6 separate regions of the Mus musculus genome follow, and regions 1, 2, 3, 5 and 6 are each linked to region 4. Evidence: chromatin contacts called from public Hi-C and promoter capture Hi-C data. All regions are on one chromosome and are shown on one strand. The core of a region is the stretch at or near the end of the contact, and the rest is flanking DNA. Distances in the headings are between cores, read along the strand shown.

Region 1 (3,735 bases), core at 1,187-3,686, 170 kb before region 4:
AGTGAGACCTTGTATGTATGTACATCCATTTGTGCATGTATACATTCATACTTAGATAAGTTGTCACAGGTTCTTCTTGATTGAAATAATTTTTTTTTCTGCACAGACTTTCTCTGTGTGGTCTTGGATGTCCTAGAACTCATTCTGTAGAACAGGCTGGCTTTGAATTAACAGAGATCCGCCTGGCTCTACCTCCCTAGTGCTAGGATCAAAGGCATGCACCACCCCTCCTTCCATGTGCACTCTTATCTTTGAATTATTTTCTTTTTAATTCATCCTGGTCTGTTTAGGGATCCTGTGGCAGTGAGGGGTGAGACGTTGTAAGGGATGTGGGAGGATCATAGATTATCATGTTCTATATTACATGGCATAGGAAGAAAGGAAGGCCCGGGAAACTTGTGCTCCATACAACTCTTGTTTTTTTTTTTTTTTTTTTAATCTTCACCAGTGAGATTGGAACGGGAAGCTGAAGAGGAACGAATGCGGAAACACAAGGCTGCTGCCGAGAAGGCTTTCCAGGAAGGGATTGCCAAGGCAAAACTTGTACTGCGCAGGACACCTATTGGTACAGACCGCAACCATAACAGGTAAGTTACTCAACTTAATTTCCGTGTCTTCTGAGAGGGAAGCTAGCTAAGGTGCTAGAGACAAACTGCTTCTGTTCAGTTCTTCAGTTCTGTTTGTAGCGATGATTTCTCATTGTGCAACTATTGACTACTACTGGTGTCAGATGTCAGGGTTATGACGTTAGATAAGACAGTCTCCCAGGCTTGTTGGTAGCTTATATCGGAGCTCTTGCATAAACCATGGGTTCTATTCCTATGATTAAGAAAAAGTCTCAGCCAGGCGGTGGTGGCGCATGCCTTTGATCCCAGTACTTGGGAGGCAGAGGCAGGTGGATTTCTGAGTTTGAGGCCAGCCTGGTCTACAAAGTGAGTTCCAGGACAGCCAGGGCTACACAGAGAAACCCTGTCTCAAATAAAAAAAAAAAACAAAAGTCTCCTCTTGTCCCCAAGGGTATCATTGATAGAAAATTTAAATAATACAGACAGATGAACTATAATCCAAAATTTTTTTTTTTTTTTAATGGTTCAGTATTTTAGAAGAGATGGTTCAGTGATTTAAGACCACTTACTGTTCTTGCATTTACTGTTCTTGGAATTGGGTCTAAGCACCCACATGGGGACTAAAACCATTTGTAACTCTAGTTCCAGGATTCTGAAAACCTCTCTGAACTCAGTCATGCATGTATACATGAAGGCAAAACATGACAGACTTAAAATAATTTTTTTGTTTTTTAGGTAAGGTATTTTAAATTCATTCCTTGTGTGGAACCTAATGAGACAGAATAGACATTACAGAAGTGACACAGACATTAGATGAATTCCAGATGTCAAGGCATCTTTGTTACCCTGTCTTTCCTTACAACTCTTCTATGTCAAATTGTGAGGAAGGCACTGTCAGCTGTGACCAGTGCTACTCCTGCTTGTTAGCAGTAAAGTGATCCAGCCGTCTCTCTGTCCACTGTTGCACTTATCATGGGTGTTACTAATTAATCCTTGTTGTGCTTTGTAGATACTGGCTCTTCTCAAACGAAGTCCCAGGATTATTCATTGAAAAGGGCTGGGTCCATAATAGCATTGACTACCGGTTTAAGCATCACCGCAAAGACCACAGCAATTTACCTGATGATGACTACTGTCCTCGAAGTAAGTATATCTGCTGCAGAGGTTGTTGACATAAAGCAGTGATCCCTAACCATGGGTGGAGGAGTGGGGGGTGGGGGAGACCTTTTCTTAGGAGTTGATAATCAGGCTAGGTTGAGGTCACAACAACATGAGGACCTATATTAAAGTTGCAGCATTAGGCAGGTTGAGAACCACTGCTTTGAGTATGGTGTCTGCTCCAGGCGGGAAGTGGTCATGTCCAGAATGCATTGAACAAGTCTGAGCTGTGTAGCAGCCCAGCACAAAACACTGGAGTACTGTTTTCCTTAGTGAGTGTGTGGCTGCCTACGAGCTGTGGCCACACCCTAGCTCAGGAAACAGAACTGCAGGGTGCTATTAGGAAAAAGATTTAAGGACTGTTTCTTTTGAGTGTGTTTTGACCTTCCTCTTTGTAAAGATGAAATATTTTTATGTGTTTGAAGCAGTGCTGTGCTATAGTTCAGGCTGGCCTAGAACTGTCAATCCTCCAGCCTCAGTCTCTTGAGTACCAGGATTGTAGGTGTGCACTTCCACCCTTGCTTTGAGATAGTTTAAGTAGGGACTGTCTGTGGTTTAGGATTCACATGGAGGACTGACTTTCCTGTGTCCCCTTTCCCGGCTGTGGTTTCTTTATTACCACCCAGCTTCTGAGAGAAGAGGAGCATGCAGAGAGAAGAGAGCATGGTAGCCCTGATCCTAGCTTAATGAGGGAAGAGGAGGAGTGAATACTTGTGGGTAGTAGATTTTACAGAAATAGCTTTCAGATTTTGTACCTTGTTAATGTCTGTAGAGGCATCAAGCCTAAAACTGAGGTAGGAGACCAAGGAAACTGTTATTTGTCCTCTTTCTCTGCTTTTTAAATTAATTCTGAAATACCTTGTATTGTGCAAAGAAAATTTAGATGTGCTGGAGATTTGACTGCAAAAAGGACAGATAAGGTCCTGAATGTCATTTCACTGCAAATCTAATAAGGAGAAAAATAGACATATCTCATCTTAAGTCAGGGACTGCTCAAGTAATCTCAGCACTAGGAGCCTGGGGTGGGCAGGAGGTGGTGAATTTGAGACCACCCTGGGCTCTGTAGTGAGACCTGTAGGGTGGGTGCAAGGATTGACTGAGCCTGAGGCACAGTGGCATGCGTCTATAGTTATAGTTCCTTGGAAGGCTGGAGCAGAGTGATATTTGAGCCCAGTTGTTGAAAAGGACAAAACAGGGAGACCGCCTACCACCTGCTTGGGATCTCATATAACCTAGGCTGGTTTTGAAGTCTTTTTTAAAGTATGTGGTATTTTGTGTGTGTGTGTGTGTGTGTGTGTGTCTGCACTGTGTGCATTTGGTGCCAACGAAAGTCAGTAGAGGCATCAGATTCTATGGAACTAGAGTTACAGATTTAACTGCCATATAGGTTCTGGGATTTAAACCCTGGTCCTCTGGAACCATTGGGTTATAATAACCTGATGAAGACTGCTTCTCAAGAATTGTATTTCTCTAGGAATGTATTTTTTATTTTTGTTTTAAAGTAGTGCTTGATTTTGAAGATACTCCTAATAACAAACTTAATGTAGCATTATTAATAATAAAACCACTCATTTCTTTTATACATCTGAAAACTTTAAGGCTTCTTTATGGTAAGTTATTTTAAGTGTAGATTATATTACCTTGCAGCACATTCTGGATTTGGTATACTTTACAGATAATATTAGTGCTATCTGATGCAGTTGAACTAGAGAAGAGTTGACTGTAGAGTCAGGCTCTTCAGATTTAGAAGTGATTCCAATAGAATGTAGGACTTCTCAAAAGCTTATCTAGAGCATCCTAGTGGAGATTTGTTTTGTTTTGTTGCCCCACCCCCTTTTTTTCTTTTGGGTGTTTTGAAACAGTTTCTCCGTGTAGCCCTGGTTGTCCTGGAACTCACTATGTAGACCAGGTTGGCCTCAAACTCAGAAATCTGCCTTTCTCTGTTTCCTGAGTTCAGGGATTAAAGGTATATATATATATGACCACTGCCTATTTGAGGATTTTTTTTTCT
Region 2 (3,751 bases), core at 142-2,641, 210 kb before region 4:
ATCTTTTTTAATAGTACATTTATTTTTATTTTAAATTATGTGTATGGGGGGGGTATGTATACAGGGTTGCAAGAATCTACTGCTCTGGAGTCACAGGCGATTGTGATCCTCCAACACAAAAACTGTGAATCAGACCCAGAATCTCTGGAAGAACTCTTAATTGCATGCGGAGTCACTTCTCCAGCCCCATGAGCTTAATACATATGTTTTCTAACATAGCTTTATTTATTTATTGTTATAGGGATTTGCTATTCAGCCTGTAAGACTGTAGCCCAGGTTAGTCACAAACTCACTTAGGACCGTCCAGCTTCAAAAACCTGCATCACTTAGTTGCACTATATACACACACACATATATATATATACACACACATATATATGAATGAATATAGTCTTTTACATATGTACATACAGAAAACCTTCTTTATTATTCTTCCGTTTATTTTACTTTCAAGATTTATTTTTAAATTGTGTATGTGTGCACACGTGGTGGGGGATGTTACGTGCACGTGAGTACGTGCACCTGAGGAGGCAAGAGGAATGGGAACTCCTGGAGCTGCAGCCGGAGGCAGGTTCCAGCTACCCGATGTGGGAGCTAAGAATTGAACTTGGGTCCTCTGAACGAGTACAAGATCTTAGCCCCTGAGTCTGCTCTGCGGCTCTTCCTCCACATATTTTTAAAGAAAGTTCTTCATTATCCTTCCCTGTAGTCCTTAAAAAACAGGCTGTTAATCTCCATTTCTCAATTACAGTGATGCCGCGTCGGGGAAGGTTGGGGTCCTAGTCGCCCCAATGCGGAACTTCAGTTTGGAGAGGGCCTGAGTTACTTCCCGCCCAGTACAGCTCCACCCGCGCATCCCCGGGCGTGGCCGAGCGCGGCCCCTTTAAGAAGGGGGGCGGAGCGCGAGTGGAAAGACAAAGCCCCTGGCCGCGCGCTCCCCCTCCCCCCTCCGGCGCAGCACACGGACAGTGAGTGCCCGGATGTCGGTGTCGCCGTCGGTGACAGATGGCGCAATGTCTGTATCAGTGACAGGGCTTTTTGCTCTGACCTCTTTGAGTCTTCCGCTTTTCGTCCTCCCCCTCCTACTGCTGTCCCATTACTTTTGAAGTCCGCCACTGGAGGCCCGCACGCCCGTCCCCGGCTCTTACATAACGTGACCTTTCACCTTTTCAGACTGCCCTCTGCTGCGCTGCAACTCAACTTCGCGGCTGGAGCCCAGGGGGCGGGACTCGACCTCGGAGCGGCAGCCTCTCTGAGCCAATAGGCTGCGAAGGCCGACGAGCCCTCCGCCTATCGGAGCCTCCGCCCCAGGGCGCCACGGAGAAGCAAGTTAGTCTGTGCGCTGGCCCGGCAGCGGGGGGGAGGAAGGGAATCTCCCGCCATTTTTCAATAATTTCCTCCCGTGCCCGCTGGAGAGGAGTCGTGACTGGCGGCCGCCGCGGCGGAGATCGGCGTGAGGTGAAAGGCGCCGGAAGGGGCGAGGAGAATCTCTCCGTTTTCTCCCCTCGAGGCGTCCCCCTGGCTTCCATGGCCGTGGCGCGGTCCCGCCAGCTCTGAGGGAAGCCGGAGTTCGCGCCGCCCTCTCACCCCTCCCCTCCCCCATCGCCCCGGGAGCCAGGCGCCTCGCTCGCTCGCTCGCCCCGGGGCTGCCGGGGCCTAGCGCTGCGCAGCAGAGCGGCCGAGCCTTCGGCGCTCCGTCCCCTGCCGGCGCCGCCGCGATGGCGCCGCTGCTGGGCCGCAAGCCCTTCCCGCTGGTGAAACCGCTGCCCGGAGAGGAGCCGCTCTTCACCATCCCGCACACTCAGGAGGCCTTCCGCACCCGGGAGTATCCTTTCTCCGCGCGCGGTGTGGACGCTCGGCCGCGGCTGCGCAGGGCGAGGGATGGAGATGGCGAGATGCGAATGGGCCGCGCGCGGCTCGCGGGGCAGCTGTCACCGCACGGGGCCGTCCGCGGGCCGTGATGCCCGGGGCCCTGCTTTACCCGGGCTTGGGAGCTCCGCGGCGAGATCCCTCCGGGCCGTCTCCAGCCGTCCTTCCCGGAACCGCGCGCCTCCATCCCTTTTCCCCTTACTTTGTCCCCGGGGCCTCGGTGGTGATCGCAACACCAATCCCCTCCTCCCCAACTTGGCTTCGGGCCCTAAATGACTAGGGAGGGTAGCCGGGTTCCCTTTGCGCATTTTATTTCTCTCTCCTTTCATAGAAATGAAACCGTCAAGTTTAAGTTTTTGAAATTGTACCGGCGCAGCCGCGTGATCCGGCTTGTGCAAGCCTCTACTGCGTCTTGAGTGGGCTGTGCGGGGACACTGATGTGGCTTGTGGGTTTTGTTTTTCTCCTCCGGAGTGGACTTTAGGCCAGGGATGAACTGACAGAACCGTAAATCACAAAACCTGGCATTAACTTTTTACCCACTGAAGATGGGAAGGAGCAGAAAGGTACATTGATGGTTCTGGTGGCCATTTATTTCCTAGAGAACACAGAAGTTTGACACTTAGAAGTTTCATTTTTCCGTCTTTTTTTTTTTTTTTTTTTTTTTGAGGGAGCGCTTCATGTAGCACCGGCTGGCCTCGAACTCAGAGAGGCTGGACACTGCATTCCCGATCCTGTCTGTCTGTCTGCCTGTCTCTCTGTCTCTCAATCTCTCTCTCTCTCTCTCTCTCTCTCTCTCTCTCTCTCTCTCTCTGGTACGTGAAACTGGTGTTTTAGAATACAAAGTCAGCATTTCCAATCATTACTTTAAGATTTCTTGACCAAGCATAGCCTCTTAGTTAAAAGTTGTAGTACTTCCCCCCCCCCCCCCCCCGCCCCCGGTAGGGGGAATGTTGAATCTTTTAAGGCTTATTTGTTTTTTAAAAAGCTAAGTTTCCTTACCAAACTTGCCTGTCCTGCTATCTTTACCACCCCTTTTCCTTTGGAAAGATTAGGTAAGAGCAGGAAGGATTCAAGTGAAGTATTTCAGTTTGCTCTTGGCCTTTGCCTCTTTCCTGCTTTGTTTTTTGTTGTTTCATTTTTAATTGTCTTGTAACCTAGGTTGATGTCTAAGGTAGGTGTTGGAAGCTAAGTGTGACGTTTTCCTTCCTAACTTCCCAAGTGATGGAATTGCCGATCACCTGTGTAGATTTAATAAAATGTTCTGAATATTTAGGATACTTTTACTCCCCTTCCTTTCCTCAATATTTGGGGAATTTACCGTAGGGCCCTGCACTATTAGTAAGCTCCATCCTGGGCCCTCTGGTTTTTTATTTTGAGTCAGGGCATCATTAAAATTGCTGAGACTGGCTGGGAACTCACCATGTGGCTTAGGCAGGCCTTGAACTTTTGGTTCTCCTGCTTTAGCCTCCCTAGTATCTGGGATTAATAGACCTCAGGACCAGCCAGTACAGCTTCAGCCCTTCTAGCATCAGTTCTGAAAGGCAGTGTCCACCTACAGAGATTATTTTCCACCTTTTAATTTTGTCTGTATAGATGTTTCCCTGCCTATGTGTCTATGGAGCACTGTGTGTCTGGAGCACCCTGGAGGCCAGATTTGGATTGTGAGCTACTGTGAGGGTGCTGGGGATTGAACCCAGGTTCTGTGCACTTAACCTCACTGTTGACTCTAAGCCCCAGTTGGGTTTTTGTTTTTGTTTTCTCTTTCTTTCAGTAGGGTCTCACTGTGTGGCTCTGTCAAGGATGGAACATTTTGTAGAGCAGATTGGCCTGAAACTTAAAGATCTGCCATTCCATACCTGTTCTAAGTTCTGAGATGAAAGG
Region 3 (3,862 bases), core at 980-3,479, 140 kb before region 4:
GGACAAGGGGTCAGAGGATGAATCTCATGGCCTCCGCCCCCCACCCCCAGCTCTGCTTATGAAGTTTCTCACCCTCCTGTCTTGTCTTCCCTCTTTCCAGCCCAGATAGAACACAGCAGTGCCACACGAGGGTTTATTCCAGTCACAGCTTCCAGAGAAATGCCACAATAAATTACATCATTAAATAACTCTGCACTGGACCCTGCCCCCTTCTGCCCCTTCTTATCCTGGGACCCTCTGTGGACTAGGACCACTCCCTGCATGAGACAGAAGGTCAAGGCCCTGAGCTTTACTGGGTCCCCACCCTAGTCCTCAGCCCCCTGTGTCTCACTTGTCTGACCTTGACAGCTGGGCAGCTGTTAGTCAGCTGTCTCTGAAGGGGGGAGGGGAGGGCAAGGAGGGAGCAACCATAACTCACAGCCTAGCCTATGTTCTAGAGGTGTGTGGGGTTCTCCAGAGAGGGGTCTGTCTTAGTCATGTGCAAGACCACCGTGGGGGCTTTGTAGTGGCAGTGGGTACCCCGGCCATAGCCCCCTGGGGTTCGGCAGGCCTTGGCCCGGGCTCGGCCAGCTGCCATTTTTCGGTAGCACAGGCTCTGCCAAGTCTGAAAAGTCTTGGAACTCCATACCCAGACTCCACTGGTGATGCCCACCACCAAGGACATGAAGATTTTGAGCATGAAGACAGCCACAGTGGGCACCGAGCCCCCTGGCAGCGAGCAGTCTCTCCGGCCTCCAGGCACGGTGGCAGCAGTACATGGTTGCTCTGTGGCCCGAAGCCGCCAGAAGTCCATGTTGAGGCGTTCATAAACGTAGCAGACAATGACGCAGGTGGCCGGCACTGTGTAAAGGATGGAAAAGACTCCGATTTTGACCATCAGCTTCTCCAGCTTCTCCGTATTGGTGCCTCCCGTCTTCATGATTTTGCGGATATGGAAGAGAGCCACAAAACCGGTCAGGAGGAAACTGGTACCCAGTACCAGGTAGCAAGATAGGGGTACCAACACAAAGCCAGTGAGGGCTGCCGGGTCCATGCTGGCTACATAGCAGAGCCCAGTCAGTTCATCGCCAGCCACCTTGCGCAGAGTCAGGACCACGATAGTTTTGAGTGCTGGCAGGCCCCACGCTGCCATGTGGAAGTAGCTGCCGTGAGCCTCGATGGCCTCGTGGCCCCATTTTTTGCCTGCAGCCAGGAACCAGGTTAGAGTCAAAACCACCCACCAAAGTGAGCTGGCCATCCCGAAATAATAGAGCAACAGGAAGACCAGGGTGCAGCCTGTGTTTTCCAGACCCTCCTGGATCACATACAGAGCCCCTGCCTCCTGGTCGCATGCCACACTCTGTGCACCTGCCACCGCTCTGATCAGGAAGGCCAAGGAGTAGACATTGTAGCACATAGAAAGGAAGATAATCGGGCGCTCTGGGTACTGGAACCGGTGAGGCTCCAGCAGGAAGGTGAACACGGTGAAGGCCGTGGAGAAGAAACACAACGCGGACCACACAGCCATCCAAACCAGCGCGAAGTCCTTATCGCGCCGAGACCAGAACACCTCGACGCCTGGCCCGCAGCGCGGAGCGCACGAGCGACTCTTCTCCACGTACTGGAACTTCTCGGGGTTGTCGCAGGTGCCACCGCTGCCGGGACCTGGGGCTGAATCTCCCGGTGGCCTCGCGGGCCGAGGTGCCACAGGGAGCATGCCCAGGCCCTTGTGGGGTTCTGTGGGGCCTGCTGTAGCGTTCTCGGGTGCCTCCATACAGAGTGCGTGCGGGTCGTTGCGCGTGGGGAGCCGGGCACAGTCGAGTGAGTCGGGCCAGCCGAAATTGAATTGCTCCATGATGGGGGCGCAGCGCAGGCGAGCCTGCTCGCACATGGGCCGGCAGGCTGGGATGGGAGTGGAGACCTGGTCGGTGCACATTGGGGCGTAGAGCGAGCAGAGGAAGAAGCGCAGGTGGCTGTGGCAGCCGTACTGCACGAGGGGCGAGAACTCGGCCAGCTGCGCCGCCGCCTCGCCCTGCGACGTGTGGCCCAGTAGGTTGGGCATGCGGGTCAGGTTGTAGCCAATGCCCCGGCACATGGGGATCTCCATCGCTTGGCACGGTGCGGGGCCACGGCCACGCTCCGGATCGAAGCGGCCGATCTCCAGCGCCGCGCCGCCCGTCGCCAGCAGCTGCCACAGCAGCAGCGCCCCGCGGAGCAGCGGTGGCACGGCCATCGCCCCGCGGCGCGGCCGCTCGGGCTCACTCGCACCGCTCCATCCCGCGTCCCGGGATCTGCGCGCCACGTCGCGGCTCCCGCGCCATCTCTCGGCCGCCCACGTGTGTCCCGGAGCGCGTGGCGCCTTCGGAGGAACAACCGCTACCACCGCCGTCGCCGCCGCCGCCGATGCCGCCGCCACTCCAGCCAGAGCCGGCGTGGTCTCCGCCGCCAGCCGCCGCGGCTCGGCACCCCGAGGGCGTGGTCAGTAGGAGGACACGCCCAGGGGCGGGGCAGTCCCTCAGGGCACGCCCCCGTCGCGCTTTAAAGGTGCCGCGCCTCTCTGCCACGCTGGAGGCGTGTGGGCAACGTTGTGGGTCAGCTTTTCTTCTCTTCTGCTCATTTCTTTCCCTTCCTTTGCAGACTCGACAGTCCGCGGGAACGCACCTCCCAATGTACTCCCTCGCATCAAGTGCGCCCTTTTCTTCCCAGGTGGGAGGGGACCATCCCAAGCTCTCCAAGCTCCAGGCTAGGGAGTTGCTTGTTCCCCCTCTCCTCTCTTCTTCCCTTAAGGGTGTTTTTGTTGATCCTGTTGTTTTTGAGACAGGGTCTCATATAACCCAGGCTGGCCTCAAGCTCACCTTGAATTCCTGATCCTCCTGCCTCATAAGGGCTGCCACCACATGAGGTTGTTTTTTGTTTTTTTGTTTTTTTGGTTTTTTTTTTATTAATTTATTATATGTAAGTACACTCACTGTAGCTGTCTTCAGACATTCCTGAAGAAGGCATCAGATCTTATTATGGATGGTTGTGAGCCACCATGTGGTTGCTGGGATTTGAACTCAGGACCTTTGGAAGAGCAGTCAGTGCTCTTACCCGCTGAGCCATCTTGCCAGCCCCCCACATGAGTTTTTTCTGCTGTTCATTCTAGGGATGGAACCCAGGCTAGACAAGCCACGTGCCCAGCCCAAGCTGATTTTGTTTTGTTTTCATTATATTTATCACACACACACACATCCTGCCGTTTGTCTGTCTGTGTGTGCGTGTGTGTGCATGTGTGTGTGTGTGTGTGTGTGTGTGTGTGTGACACGCACGAAACTGCATGCAAGCAAGGACAACTTGGGGAGTCAGTACTCTTCTTCTATCACGGGATACCTGCCCCCTGACTCGGGTCATCATGACTGGGATGGGGTGACTACCTTTATACTGAGCCATCTCTCCGGCTCCTCCACTTGTCTGTTTTGTTGTTGCCTTGCTTTGCTTTAAATTTTTAAATTTTCTTATTAATGTGCTTTGCTTGTCTATCTGTATGTGCACCACGTGTGTGCCTGGTACCCTTGGAGGCCCTAAGAAGGCTTTGGAACTGGAGTTGTGAACCTCCATGTGGGTGCTGGGAATCGAACCTAGGTCCTCTGGAGGAGCAACCAGTGATCTCAATTCCTGATCCATTTCTCAAACTCCCCATTTGTTTGTTTTCCAGACTATTTCATGTTGTCCAAGCTGGCCTCACATTCCTTATGTATCAAAGGACTTCTCACCCTCCTACTTCCACCTCCCAAGTGCCTGAGCCAGGTATTTCACAGTGATGATTTCAGCCTCTACTGTGGCCCTACAGGAAAGCCGGAGTCTCTGGTACAAGTCTGAAGGGAAAGCTATACTACTCAGGCTC
Region 4 (4,082 bases), core at 292-2,791:
CTTAATGGCTGTCTCTACCACAGACTTCATCAAATTAAGAGGGAAACTGGAAACCTTGCCCACATGGGTACTTCAGAAGAAAAGCACATGCAGTTGGGATGTGTAGGAATAGTTTTTTTTTTTTTCCTTTCCCCCAACTAACCACCAATACACAGCAAAAACCAAACATTAACAGGTATTCACCACCTCAACTAAGCAGACTTATCAAGGCCAGTGAAACGTCTTGTGAAGGAGCTTGCTGCCAAGCTGGAGACCCAAGATCAACCTCAAATTCACGTGGAAAGAGAAAAAGGACTCCAGCAAGCTATCCTCTCATCTCCCTGTGAATATGCAATTTAAAAAGAAAAAAATGCTTTTATCCAGAATCCGGGTTGAGTGTAGTGGAGCACACCGGTAATCCCAGCATTTAGTAGGTGAAGGCAGGAGGGTCAGCAATCCAAAGTCACCCTCATGAGTTCAAGGGACAGCTCAGATACATGAGATCCTGTCTCCGGGGGGGGGGGGGGGGGGAACAAAAACCCAAAGGCTGGGGAATAGGTAGAGGGCAAGCTTGCCTGCTATGACTGAAGCTGTGGGTTCTATCCCAGCACAGCATACAACCTGGTGCAAACCTGTAATCCTATCAGTGAACTCGCTCAGAAGACGAGGCAGGAGGATGAGTTCAAGGACAGGCTCAGCCAAAGAACGGGGTTGAGATTAGACAGCCTATGCCATCAAATACCCTCTCTTAAAAAAAAAAAAAAAGAAAAAGAAAAAAAATAAAGAGAAAAGAGAGTAATGGGAAAAGGGAGGGAAGGGCGTAGAGATAAAAAGAAAGGGAAAAGGCAAAGAAAAGAAAAAGGGGAGGTGAGTTAAATCCGATTTACAGGTTGAGCCCTACGTCAAATCCGCGGCCGCAGAGACCCCACCCTGGGAAGATCGCCGGGGCTTACCGGTGGGGCGGCCTCCGGGAGGGTCGCAAAAGCGGGGTGGGGAGCGCGGGGTAGACGTGGTGGACTCGCTGGACCGCCGAGGCCGGAGGCGGGGAGCGTGCGGGTGGGCGGCGCCCCGGCCTCTCCCTTGGGTCCTGCCGGAGGGCAGGCTCGGGCGGGCCGGGCTTGCCCAGGTAGCTGCCCATGAGTAAGAGCTCAGCCGGGTCGGGGCCTCCCAGCGGGCTGCGGGGTTCGCAGAGGCTACCGTTGACTGGTGACTTGGCCGGAGGCGGTGAAGCGGTGAGAGCTGGCCGCGGGTGACGGCGCGCGTCGCGCACGAAGGACGACAGGGCCCTCGGGCCGCGGGGTTCTCGGCTCAGGCCCCACCAGGCCGCGCTCGCCCCCACGGCCAGCCAGGCCAGCGCGGCCGCCGCGGGCACCAGGTAGAGCGCGAGGCCGAGCAGCGCTAGGCCGAGGGCCGCAGCACCCGCCGGTCCTCCGTAGCCGCGGGCCCGGCTCCGGCCTTCCCGTCCGCCCAACGGGGGCCGCCGCCGCTCGCCTCCGTCAGCCGCCGCAGCCGCCGGAGACATCGCGGCTCCGCGCCGCGGAGCGGACTTAAATATCCCAGGGTACACCGCGCCGCGCGCCGCCGCCGACGTCACTGTCGTCGACGCGGCGCGCCGGGTGGAAAGGGGAAACCGCCGCCGCGTGCGGAGCACGGCGCGAGAGCCCTAGTTTGAAAAATTACAGCTTAGGTAGGCGGATCGGTGCACGCCTTGCCTCTCAGAACGCGGGAGGCGGAGGCAAGAGGAGTTCCGTGAGTTTGAGTCCAGCCTGGTTCACAAAGACAGTTCCAGCGCGACATGGAGACATAAAGCCTGTCTCAAAACAGCAAAACTTAAAAAAAAAAAAAAAGAAAGAAAGAAAAGAAGAAAAGTACAGCCCGGTTTTTGACGCTGGAGGTTTCCCTGACGCTCCTGGACTGCAGAGGAGTGATGTTAGAAATCAAGGCACAGAACGGAGATGGGTGGCACGCGCCTGTAATCCCGGCATTTGGGAGGTGAAGGCAGGAGGATCCCGAGTTCTAAGTCAACCTGGGCTACTTAGTGAGACCCTCCCCGTCTAAAACAAAATAAAACCCGATCAGTCAGACCCTGTATTGGAAAAGGCCAATCAGGCCCTGTGTGGAGGCTCACTGTTTATCGCAGCGAGGTCAGTTCCAGGCCTGCTGGAGCAACACAGTGAGACCCTGTCTCAAAATAATTTTTTAAAATGTGTGTTTTGCTTGAATGTATGCTGGGATTACATTCACACCATCACATCTTACACTTGCGTGGAGGTTGAGGGTCAACGGCAAGTGTCTTTCAATCTCCTTTTTTTCTTTTCTTTGTTGTTGTTTCTCGAGACAGGGTTTCTCTGTATAGACCTGGCTGTCCTGGAACTCACTCTGTAGACCAGGCTGGCCTGGAACTCAGAAATCCACCTGCCTCTGCCTCCCAAGTGCTGGGATTAAAGGCGTGCACCACCACCGCCCAGCAAGTCTTTCTCAATTACACTGCACATTATTCTTTGACACAGGGTCTCTCACTAAACCCAGAGCTCACCAACCTGGCTAGGCTGGCTGGCCAAAAAGACCCAAAATCTTTTTGTGCCTACCTCAGTGCTTGGGATTACAGGGGCTCCTACTGTGCTCAAGCAAGCTTGCTCAGCAAGCCCTGTACCAATGGAACCATCTTCCCAGTCCATATTTCCCCCCTTTCCATCCTTCCCTCCGTTCCTCCTTTTGTTTGTTTCTTCTTTTTTTGAGGATGATAGACTGAGAGCTATTCCTCCACAATCAAGAGTAAGATAAGACTAGACTTGGGGAGGGAAGGCTAGATGGATGAGGGAGAAGCGGGGAGAGGCAGGGATTAGAGTTTAGAGACGATGCATATTGTTAATAAAACTAGCTGAACTGGTAAATGACAGTGAGTACAGTGGGCACTGGTGATAGTTAAGAAACAGGGTGGTCCTGCTCAGTGCCATTCTTAGTTTCTGAGGTGTAATCCAGTAGGGGTTTGTTGTGTATCGGCCACTAGAGGGCAGTCCCAGGCTTATCCATTAAAGCACAAACACACACAGCCTTATCTGTCCACCTTGGTTTTATGCAGTGGTTCTCAACCTTCCTAATGCTTTAACCGTTTTATTCAGTTCTTTATGTTGTGGTGACATCCCCCAACCCCCAAACTATAAAGCTACCTCCTAAGTGTAATTTTGCTACCGTTATGATTTGTAGTGTAGATGATGTTTTCTCGATGGTCTTGGGGTGGAGGGGTCAGTACCCACAAGTTGAGAACCACTGGCCTTATGGTCTCACTGAAGCACTGCCTAAAGGACACACGACCAGGCTACCCGACGCTTGTACTTGTCCTTTGAAAATCGTAGTTAGGGCTAGAGAGATGGCTCAGAGGTTAAGAGCACTGACTGCTTTTCTAGAGGTCCTGAGTTCAGTTCCCAGCATCCACATGGTAGTAGCTCACAACCATATGCAATGGGATCTGATGACCTCTTCTGGTGTGTCTGGAGACAGCAACAATGTGCTCACATAAGTAAATAAATCTTTTTTTTTTTTTTTTTAAGAAAATTGTTAACAAAACGGCAAAGTGAGTCAAGTCTGCTGGGAATCCCAGCCTACTCCTTCAGTCTCCCCCCCCCCCCATTTCCCTACAGAGAGGGAGTGAACAGAACTGAATGCTCCTATTTAGGAAGTAGAGGCAGGAGAATGAACAGGGCAAGGCCAGGACAACCTGGGTTACAGGACACCCTGCCTCACCCTTCTCCCCAAAGGAAGGTTGGAGAGATGCTCACTAGGTTGGGGTTTGTCCACCTGACACAAACCTAGGCATGTCTGGGAAGAAACCTCAACTGAGAAAATGCCTCCATCAGGTTGCCCGCAGGGTATTTTCTTGGCTAATGATTAAGGTGGAAGAAGGCCCAGACCGACGTGAGAGGTGCCACCTTTGGGCAGGTTGTCCTGAGGATGGATGGATTATAAGTGTGTGTGTGTGTGTGTGTGTGTGTGTGTGTGTGTATGCCTGTGTCTGCGTGCGTGTGTTTGTGTGTGTGCGTGCACTGTGAAGAGCAAGCAGCTTTCTTTTACCGTCTCTGCTTTAGTTCCTGCTTGCTGAATCC
Region 5 (3,865 bases), core at 706-3,205, 180 kb after region 4:
ATGAGACTTCTCTGCGAATTCTGTGTTTTACCACTGGGGGACAGGATGGTGGAGTGTGCGGATACGCTCATTCTGTGGCGTCCCTGTGAGACAAAGGAGGCTCTGCCTTTGAAGTATGGTGCTGGATATGGTGATACAGATATGGTCTGTGTCAGATCTATAGCAGGAGAACAGATCTGAGAGGTCAGCTTAGCTGGGGAAAATGTATGCCTTACAACTGTGAGGATACACGTTCAATTGTCAGGACTCCAAGCATGGTGGCATGAGCTTGTAATCTCAGCACTGAGGAGGCAGAGCTAGGGGGATTCCCCACAGCTTGACAGCCAGCTAGCCTAAACTACTTGGTGAGCTCCAGGCCGGTGAGGAAGCCAGAGACGGTTCAGCAGGGAAAGTGCTTGTCGCCAAGCCTGAGTTCTATTTCTGGGACCCACAGGGTAGAATAAGAGAACCCCTATACATGTTCTGCAGAGTGCATGCATGTGTGCATGCACACACACACACACACACACACACACAAAACTTAATTAAAAAAAGAGAGAGAGACTTCTATTTTGAAGGAGGTGCTCAGTATACTTGGTGACACCCAAAATTAGCCTCTGGTCTCCACAGACATGCACACACATGACGTGGACACTCATGCCCAGCTCATCTACACACATACCCATTTTTTAAAGGTAAACATCATCAGATCACACTAGGCATGGAAACATGGCTCCTGGGCCTGCTATAGCTGAGAGGTGAGCCCTGGATGCCCCCTTTGGTGCCAGCTCTCAGGGACGCTCTGATGTCAGCTGGGGGAATATTAACATGTCATTCCCCCTGTACAGCATAGCTTAAGACACGAGGTCATGCTTGTTACCCCAGGTGAAAAGGTGGCTCTGAAGCTATGTGAAATCTAGAGACCTGGGTGGTCATGCAGCCTTGAGCCTGAGGTCTTACTGAGCCTCAACTACCTTCATTAAAATGGAAAAAGTCCTATGTTCTCTGTGAGATTGTTTTTGGTTTTGCCATGCTGGGAATGAAACCCAGAGTTTTCTACAAGTTAGGAAAGTAGACTATTGATGAGCCACGTCCCCAGCCCCTCCCTGGGGGATTCTAGGCAGGGGTTCTGGCATTGTCTTATGAAATTGTTGAGAAGACTAGTTAGACTGATGGCATATCATGTATTTCCCTCCGTGCACAATACCTTGCCCACATTTGGTACTTTGTGGATGTTCTTAGCCTCCTGAGTGTTGGAATTACTGGCCTATACCATGTCCTGGTTGTTATGTGATATTAGGGATGGAACCACGCAGGGCTTCATGTATCCTAAGCAAGCATACTACGAACTGACCTACCTCCCTGCCCTGCTCTCCCCCTAGTTTCCTGGGTGAGGAAGCTGAAGTTCATGAAGTCTAGTGCCTTCTTCAGAGATGCCCAGGGCTGGACCTCCTCGGGAGGAGGAGAACCCTGGAGTTCGGGACCCTGGAGTTAGATACTCACATGACCCCTGCCTTGGGACAGATGCTGCCGTTGGCCAACTGGTAGCTAACCACTCGGTTTTCTGGAATTTTCTTGGAAATAAAGGACGTGCAGCAAGATGAGGGGATGGTCACAGAATCTGAAAGGAAAGAGAAGAATCAGGTCAGTATCCAGCCTGCCGTAGGCTCAACTGCAGACACAGAGCCTGTCATACCCCAGCCACTTAGTGCCTCCCTCAGCCCCAGCTCCAGACTTCTTGGTTCCCTCACCCTTCACTGTGCCAAACCAGCCATGGCCTTAGAAGCTTTTGCTACCAGCAGCCCCACACTGGCCCAGAAGTCTCACCTATGGGGAAGATGCAACACGCGCAGGCTACCAGGAGAAGGAGGCCGGCAACGATCGTAGCAGAGCCCGCCATGTTCTGGAGGTCAGGCACAGCTCAGAGTTCAAAGCTGGGGTGCAGAAAAGAGATCCTGGAGATATGAGGACACCCCGATCTCCCTCCCACTGGTCTTTATATGGACAGCTCAGGAGATAGAGGCTCTGGTGTCCCTCCCGCCCTCTCCCCCACGGACTTCCTCGAAAATCGTTGAGCATTCTGTGGTCCAAAAAATGGGGAAGTTGTTGCCCATTTCTTGTCCAGTGGAGTCAGCAATTATTTGGGGTTCTGGCAAGAGAAAGCTGGGGGAGGGCTGTCATCCTGCCTGGGCCACAGCCAAGGGAAAATGTTTTAGATGACTTTGCTCTGTGGCTTATTGCGTGAAATCCTGGGTAAGTTACTTGGTTCTCTGAGCCTCAGTTTTTGTAGCTGCATAGTGAGTAGAGTCCTCCTTATCTCCCTGCCTTCTGTCCACTCATTCATCTATTGATTTACCTGTCTGTCTATCCATCCAACCATTCATCCATCTATCCATCCATCTACCTGTCCATCCATCCATCCATCCATCCATCCATCCATCCATCATCCATCCATCCATCCATCTACTGATCTGCCTATCCATCCATCTATCTATCCATACATCCTTTGATCTGCCTATCATCCATCCATTGATCAACCTGTCCATACATACATACATACATACATACATACATACATACATTTACACATACATCTACCTATCCATCTATCTATCCATTCATTCATCTACCTGTCTATCCATCTTTCCACCCATTCATCCATTGATCTATCTATCCATCCATTGGTCTACCTGTTCATACATACGTACATCTACCTGTCCATCTTTCTTTCTACCTATTCTTCCATTGATCTCTACATCCATCCATCTATCCATCCATCCATCCATCCCTCACTCTACCTGCCCATCCATCTATCCATCTAAAGGGGACTAAAAGGAGCAAAAGCAGGCTCTCTGAGATGATGGCTTGTTCCCAGAAGACATTAGGATGAGAGATGGTAAGAAGACACAGGGGTAGGTATCTAAACAGGACCAATAGAGGGGAGAGGAGGACCCTGGGACCTTATAAAATACACAAGATTGCATCCATTTAAGGACTTTGAACTTAGGGCCCTTCACACCCTGAAAAGATAAAATGGTAACTTTCTTTTCTCTGTGACTTGGTTTTCTGTCGTTCCCATAAGTTCAATTTGTCCATGTAGGGAACCATACGTAGCAATCCTCTAGACAACTACCAATGCCTTCATGACTGGTCCATGCGTCATCCATCCATTCACCTACTAGTCCATCAATCCATCCATCTACCCATTATAGATCCATCAAACTTTTATTAAGCATGTGTTATAGTCGACAGGTATATAGAGAAACATTTTATTTCTGTGCCCATCAAGTCCCCAGTCCTGTGCCCAGCCTTTTTAGAATAAATAAGAAGTTGATCAGGTCTGAGACAATTTCCCCTAAGCCAGAGATTTCAGAGATTGGTGCCTGGGGTGACCAGAGCTAGGGTGGGAGCACCAGAATCTCAGGAAGTTGAGCTCAGAAGGCAAGACAGACATAAAGGAATCCAGATACTCAGACTCATTGCCCGTCCTCCCATCTCTCCCATTGGTCCTCCCTCTTTGTTGTTGCTGTTTGGTTTGTTTTAAGACAGGATCTCACGCAACCCAAGATGGCCTTGAGCTCCTGATTCTCTTACCTCCCCTCCTCAGTACTTGAACTACAGGGGTCCACCAATATGCCTTGTTTTATTCCATTCTGGAGACCAAACCTGGGGCTTTGTGCACGTCAGGCAAGTACTCTCCCAACTGAGCCACAGCCCCAGGGATGCCACATGCTGTCACTGCCTTTCATTAGAGGGTGAAAGAGTCAGTGCGTCCTTACCTGCCTCAGCCCCTGTCTCTGCCTCAGCCAGCAGGGAGAAACCTGACACAACAAATGAGAGAAGTCACAGAGATACCCATCATGCACTCAGGGCTGAGTGTGTGTGT
Region 6 (3,838 bases), core at 76-2,575, 240 kb before region 4:
CCTGCCTCCTACTCCCAAGTGTGGAATTATAGGCTATTACTACTACACCGGGTTTATGGGTTGCTGAAGGAACTCAGCTTTCTGCAAGCTAGTCAAATACTCTTCCAATGGAGTTACATCCCTAGCCACAACATGATTGTAAGTTTTGGTTTTGTTGTTTCTCTCCGCATCGCTGGGGAATCGAACCCACGTTCTTGTACAGAATTAATAAGTGATCTCCCTGGTTTGCTTTCTACCTTCAGTCTTTGTTCAAAATACTCCATGGATTTTGCTCCGGGCCTTCCTATGATAACTAGCGTGGTCTGATGAAACCAGTGTTCTAGGATCTCCAGTTCTTTCCGACCTTTCTAGCCGTTTCTTTTTCTAATATTCACAACCTCTCCACGACACCCTCGCTTTGGGCTTTGCGAGGCTGTCCCATACCAACGGACAGGGCATCTCTCTTCCCCAGCAGCGAAAGCACGGGTCAAATGGGAATAAGAACCTCTGCCCTGCCCCTTGGAAGGATCCAGTTTGGCGATGCTGCAATAAAACTTCTAATAAACGATCAAGATGAGGTGAGAGCTGGACCGTCTGAGTCCGCTACCGAAAAACTTCTTGCAGACAGCTTCAATCAAAGCTGTTCACCGTTGGGCCCCGCCCCTCAAAAACCAGTCCAATAGCCAGGCCTTGCCTCTTCAGGTCAAAAGCTAAGCCCCGCCCCTCATAAACTCAGACGGAAGACCCGGCCCCAAGGGGGATTCAAAAATCCAGGCCCCACCTCTCAGAGCACGTGAGCACTCAAACGCGCGAGGTTCCGCCTCCAGCACGAGCAGCTAAGTCCCGCCCCTCAGGTCGTGTCAACGGCCAGGTCTTGCTCCTCCTAACACTCAGACTACCAGTTCTTCCACCCCAAAAGACGAAAACCGTCAAGATTGGCTCCTCACGACGCCCCAAAGGCCAATCGCCGCTCCACAGTACTTGCAACTGTCCCCAGTCCCTCCAAGCGCGCCAACGGACAGGCCCTGCCCCACAGGGAACGGAACCTTCTGGCCCGCCCCTCGAGGCGCGCACGTCCCAGGCTCCGCCCTTATAGAGTTCCAACTGCCAGGCCCCGCCTCACAGCGCCCGCTAACGGCCAGGCCCCGCCCTCAAGGCGCTCAAGAGGCCAACCTCCGCCCTGCAGAGCGCTCCAACGGCCAGGTCGCTTCCCATAGGGCATCGTAACGACTAGGTCCCGCCTTCCGAGGTGCGCTTGGGACCAAGCCACGCCCCAAAGAGGCCAACGCTGGCCAGCCCCGCCCCTCGAGGCGCGCCAACTGTCCTCCCCCGCCCCCTCGTGCGCCGAGACGTGAGGACGCCGGCGTCGTAGGCTGAGGTGGCAGCTGTCCCGCAGTCATGGAGCTGCCGCAGATGCCGGAGCTGATGGGGTTGTCCCTCCTGGTGGGTCTGCTGGCCTTGGTGGCCACGGCGGCTGTGGCGCGGGGCTGGCTGCGGGCCGAGGAGAAGCCCAGCCAGCCCGTCTGTAAGTATACCGGGTCGGGTGGCGGTGACTCTGGGGACTTTGCTCCCGGCCGCCGCGTGGTACGAGGAGCGTGGAGAGTCACGGACCTCAGTTTCCCTGGTTGTGAGATGAACTTTCCCGTGTAGGTTTCGGGTTGCAGGTGCACCCCAGGGACAAGATTCTTTGGAACCTGGGAGCTGCGCTGCTACGTGGTCGGTGACTTTTCCTGGGACACCTCCCACCACCACCACCACCTATGTCCCCGGAGCTGCTACGAAAGCTCAGTCAGACCCCAGGTTTGCTATGTGTTCGTGTTCTTAGAAAATGGGGGTCATTTGAAAATACTCTTCAGCCAACTCTGACCGGCAGGAACGTTTTCTGAACTCCTGTTACCTATACCTAGCTTCGAGGTCTTTTTAATACGTTCAGTAACCGAGAAGCTTGTAAAAGTGTGGTCTACACTGTAGATCTAAATTGTAAGCATCTGAAAAGGCAAGCGAAATAGACATTGTATTAAATTTCACAAAGGAGTTAATACTATAAAAGGATCGAGAGTATGAATGGTCTTGCTGCTTTTATTTATTTATTTTTTAGGGAATAAAAGTTGGGGATTCCGGGAACTCTTCAGAGAGGGTAGGGAACCCATTGTGAGTTTCTGAGACATGGTTTCACAATGTTGTCCAAACTGGCCTTGAGCTCTGGTTATTACTGCCTCAGTCTCGGGAGCATTGGAGTATACAAGTGTGTGTGTGCTCCCCATACCTAGCCTTGTGAGGTGCTGGGTAGGTGAAACCCAGAGGCTCAAGCAAGTGCTGTTCCACGGATCTACACCCCCAAATCTGTGATGTGAGTTGTTCAGGGATGCCAGTGTAGGATTTTGCCTGGGAGGCCAAGGAAGAAAGAAGGTTCTTTTGTTTGTTTTGTTTTTTCGGGACAGGGTTTTTTTTTTTTGTTGTTGTTGTTGTTGTTGGGTTTTTTTGTTTGTTTGTTTTTGTTTTGGTTTTGGTTTTTTGGTTTTTCGAGACAGGGTTTCTCTGTGTAGCCCTGGCTGTCCTGAAACTCACTTTGTAGACCAGGCTGGCCTCGAACTCAGAAATCCACCTGCCTCTGCCTCCCAAGTGCTGGGATTAAAGGCGTGCGCCACCATCGCCCTGCAAGAAAGACAGTTCTATCAGCAGCAAAACTCAAGAAGACAAGGGATTCCAGAAACACTTGGAGGCTGCTTGGACATGGTGCGGCCATAGACCGCCTGCCTAGGATTCCCCTAGTGAGGGGTCAGGAACAGAGCTCAGGGTTAGAACTCTTGCCTGTGATACCGGAGGCACTGCATTTTATCCCAGTGCTGAAAGAATAGCAGTCCAGCATCTGGTTTAACGCTGAAGGTCACCATGAGCAAGTTCAATAATAAGTTTTAATTCCTGTAAGAATTAGGGAGCATCTACTGCTACCTAACACGTGTCAGCTTGGTGTGTAAACCTAGTTCTCCAAGATATGCTTTCATTTTAATTAACTATTTTTTTTTTTTTTGAGACAGGTTTTCTATATATAGCCCTGGCTGTCAAAGACCCACCCACTTCCCAAGTGCTAGGGTTAAAGGCATATGCCACCACTGCTCTGCTTTCTCTCTTTTAAAAATTTTTTTTCCTGCATATGAGTTCACTGTAGCTGTCTTCAGACACACCAGAAGAGGGCATCAGATCCCATTACAGATAGTTTTGAGCCACCATGTGGTTGCTGGGATTTGAACTCAAGACCTCTGGAAGAACAGTCAGTGCTCTTAACCACTGAGCCATCTCTCCAGCCCCCGCCCCCCTTTCTCTCTTTTGTGCATGTGTGAGAGAGAGAGAGATCCAGGTGGGGCCTTGAACTCACTATGTAGTCAAGCCTGACTCTGAACAACCTCCTCTCCCAGTCTTCCTGTCTCCACCTGCTGAGTGCTAGAATTATTTATAGGCAGCATACATCACCAAGCCTGGTCTCAATATCTCTTTGAGGAATCAAGATTTAAAGCAGTTAAATAACTTACCCAAGACCAGATCTTCAGATCCCCTTGTGCATATCATTCCCCTACTTGGGGATGCCTGACTAGAATTCACACTACACAGGCTAAGCCATGAACCCACCCAGCTGTCTCAGTTCAGAGAGATGCTATACACACTCAGAAAATAGCCTCTGTAAGACCACACTCATGAGGGCTGGGGATGTAGAACATGTGTTCTTCCTTAGCATGCACCAAGCTACAGTCTCAACCTTCAGAATGGCTTTAAAAATAGAAGAAAAGAATACACACTGATAAAGACTGAATTCAAAGTCAAGTCTGATTTCTAAGCCTTTTTTAAAAATTATGTGTATAGA

Evidence for each region. Promoter capture Hi-C pulls out the DNA fragments that hold promoters and counts their contacts. A called contact is a pair of places that touch in the nucleus more often than the background predicts.
Region 1: a contact with region 4 is called in a Hi-C map of embryonic stem cells, with 2.4 times the contacts expected there. The contact joins the enhancer-like site here to the promoter of Pom121 in region 4. A contact is called at or near these places in 7 of 39 promoter capture datasets (the C10 cell line, cranial neural crest, frontonasal cranial neural crest and 4 more), 23 of 484 Hi-C or Micro-C datasets (B cells, the G1E-ER4 cell line, LSK cells and 13 more), 3 of 115 datasets of contacts at active chromatin or transcription factors (embryonic forebrain, extraembryonic endoderm stem cells and large pre-B cells) and 3 of 9 other capture datasets (adipose tissue, embryonic stem cells and pancreatic islet).
Region 2: a promoter capture Hi-C map of second pharyngeal arch cranial neural crest shows a contact between it and region 4. The contact joins the promoter of Baz1b here to the promoter of Pom121 in region 4. A contact is called at or near these places in 6 of 39 promoter capture datasets (the C10 cell line, cranial neural crest, frontonasal cranial neural crest and 3 more), 5 of 484 Hi-C or Micro-C datasets (CD8 T cells, embryonic stem cells, muscle stem cells and 1 more), 4 of 115 datasets of contacts at active chromatin or transcription factors (bone marrow-derived macrophages, extraembryonic endoderm stem cells, memory CD8 T cells and 1 more) and 3 of 9 other capture datasets (adipose tissue, liver and pancreatic islet).
Region 3: a promoter capture Hi-C map of embryonic stem cells shows a contact between it and region 4. The contact joins the promoter of Fzd9 here to the promoter of Pom121 in region 4. A contact is called at or near these places in 6 of 39 promoter capture datasets (cranial neural crest, embryonic stem cells, frontonasal cranial neural crest and 2 more), 3 of 484 Hi-C or Micro-C datasets (embryonic stem cells and stem cell-derived epiblast-like cells), 1 of 115 datasets of contacts at active chromatin or transcription factors (memory CD8 T cells) and 3 of 9 other capture datasets (adipose tissue, embryonic stem cells and pancreatic islet).
Region 5: a promoter capture Hi-C map of embryonic stem cells shows a contact between it and region 4, with 9 times the contacts expected there. The contact joins the promoter of Ccl24 here to the promoter of Pom121 in region 4. A contact is called at or near these places in 18 of 39 promoter capture datasets (the 3T3-L1 cell line, 3T3-L1-derived adipocytes, the C10 cell line and 11 more), 3 of 15 datasets of contacts at CTCF or cohesin (embryonic stem cells, large pre-B cells and pro-B cells), 2 of 484 Hi-C or Micro-C datasets (nephron progenitors and uterus), 7 of 115 datasets of contacts at active chromatin or transcription factors (the 230-238 cell line, bone marrow-derived macrophages, embryonic basal ganglia and 3 more) and 4 of 9 other capture datasets (adipose tissue, liver, macrophages and 1 more).
Region 6: a promoter capture Hi-C map of pre-B cells shows a contact between it and region 4, with 2.1 times the contacts expected there. The contact joins the promoter of Tbl2 here to the promoter of Pom121 in region 4. A contact is called at or near these places in 1 of 39 promoter capture datasets (pre-B cells), 2 of 484 Hi-C or Micro-C datasets (B cells and CD4 T cells), 2 of 115 datasets of contacts at active chromatin or transcription factors (bone marrow-derived macrophages and memory CD8 T cells) and 2 of 9 other capture datasets (liver and pancreatic islet).

The regions. Positions count from the first base shown.
Region 1 is chr5:135,221,510-135,225,244 of GRCm38.p6, forward strand. It overlaps Baz1b (bromodomain adjacent to zinc finger domain, 1B), which reads left to right. Exons shown (of 19, transcript NM_011714.2): 8 at 449-587; 9 at 1,576-1,709. Among named protein-coding and RNA genes, the nearest start is that of Fzd9, 28 kb to the right of the region's middle. Within about 2 kb of position 2,437, at least 9 of the 459 cell types and tissues checked have an H3K27ac peak or open chromatin away from gene starts, as enhancers often do. A contact at or near this core is called in embryonic stem cells, where this site is marked.
Region 2 is chr5:135,185,932-135,189,682 of GRCm38.p6, forward strand. It overlaps Baz1b (bromodomain adjacent to zinc finger domain, 1B), which reads left to right and starts at 1,392. Exons shown (of 19, transcript NM_011714.2): 1 at 1,392-1,825. The coding sequence starts at 1,719.
Region 3 is chr5:135,248,818-135,252,679 of GRCm38.p6, forward strand. It overlaps Fzd9 (frizzled class receptor 9), which reads right to left and starts at 2,230. Exons shown (of 1, transcript NM_010246.1): 1 at 121-2,230. The coding sequence starts at 2,212. The coding sequence ends at 434.
Region 4 is chr5:135,393,005-135,397,086 of GRCm38.p6, forward strand. It overlaps Pom121 (nuclear pore membrane protein 121), which reads right to left and starts at 1,542. Exons shown (of 13, transcript NM_148932.2): 1 at 933-1,542. The coding sequence starts at 1,501.
Region 5 is chr5:135,571,094-135,574,958 of GRCm38.p6, forward strand. It overlaps Ccl24 (chemokine (C-C motif) ligand 24), which reads right to left and starts at 1,956. Exons shown (of 3, transcript NM_019577.5): 1 at 1,807-1,956; 2 at 1,483-1,600. The coding sequence starts at 1,879.
Region 6 is chr5:135,148,361-135,152,198 of GRCm38.p6, forward strand. It overlaps Tbl2 (transducin (beta)-like 2), which reads left to right and starts at 1,326. Exons shown (of 7, transcript NM_013763.3): 1 at 1,326-1,504. The coding sequence starts at 1,378.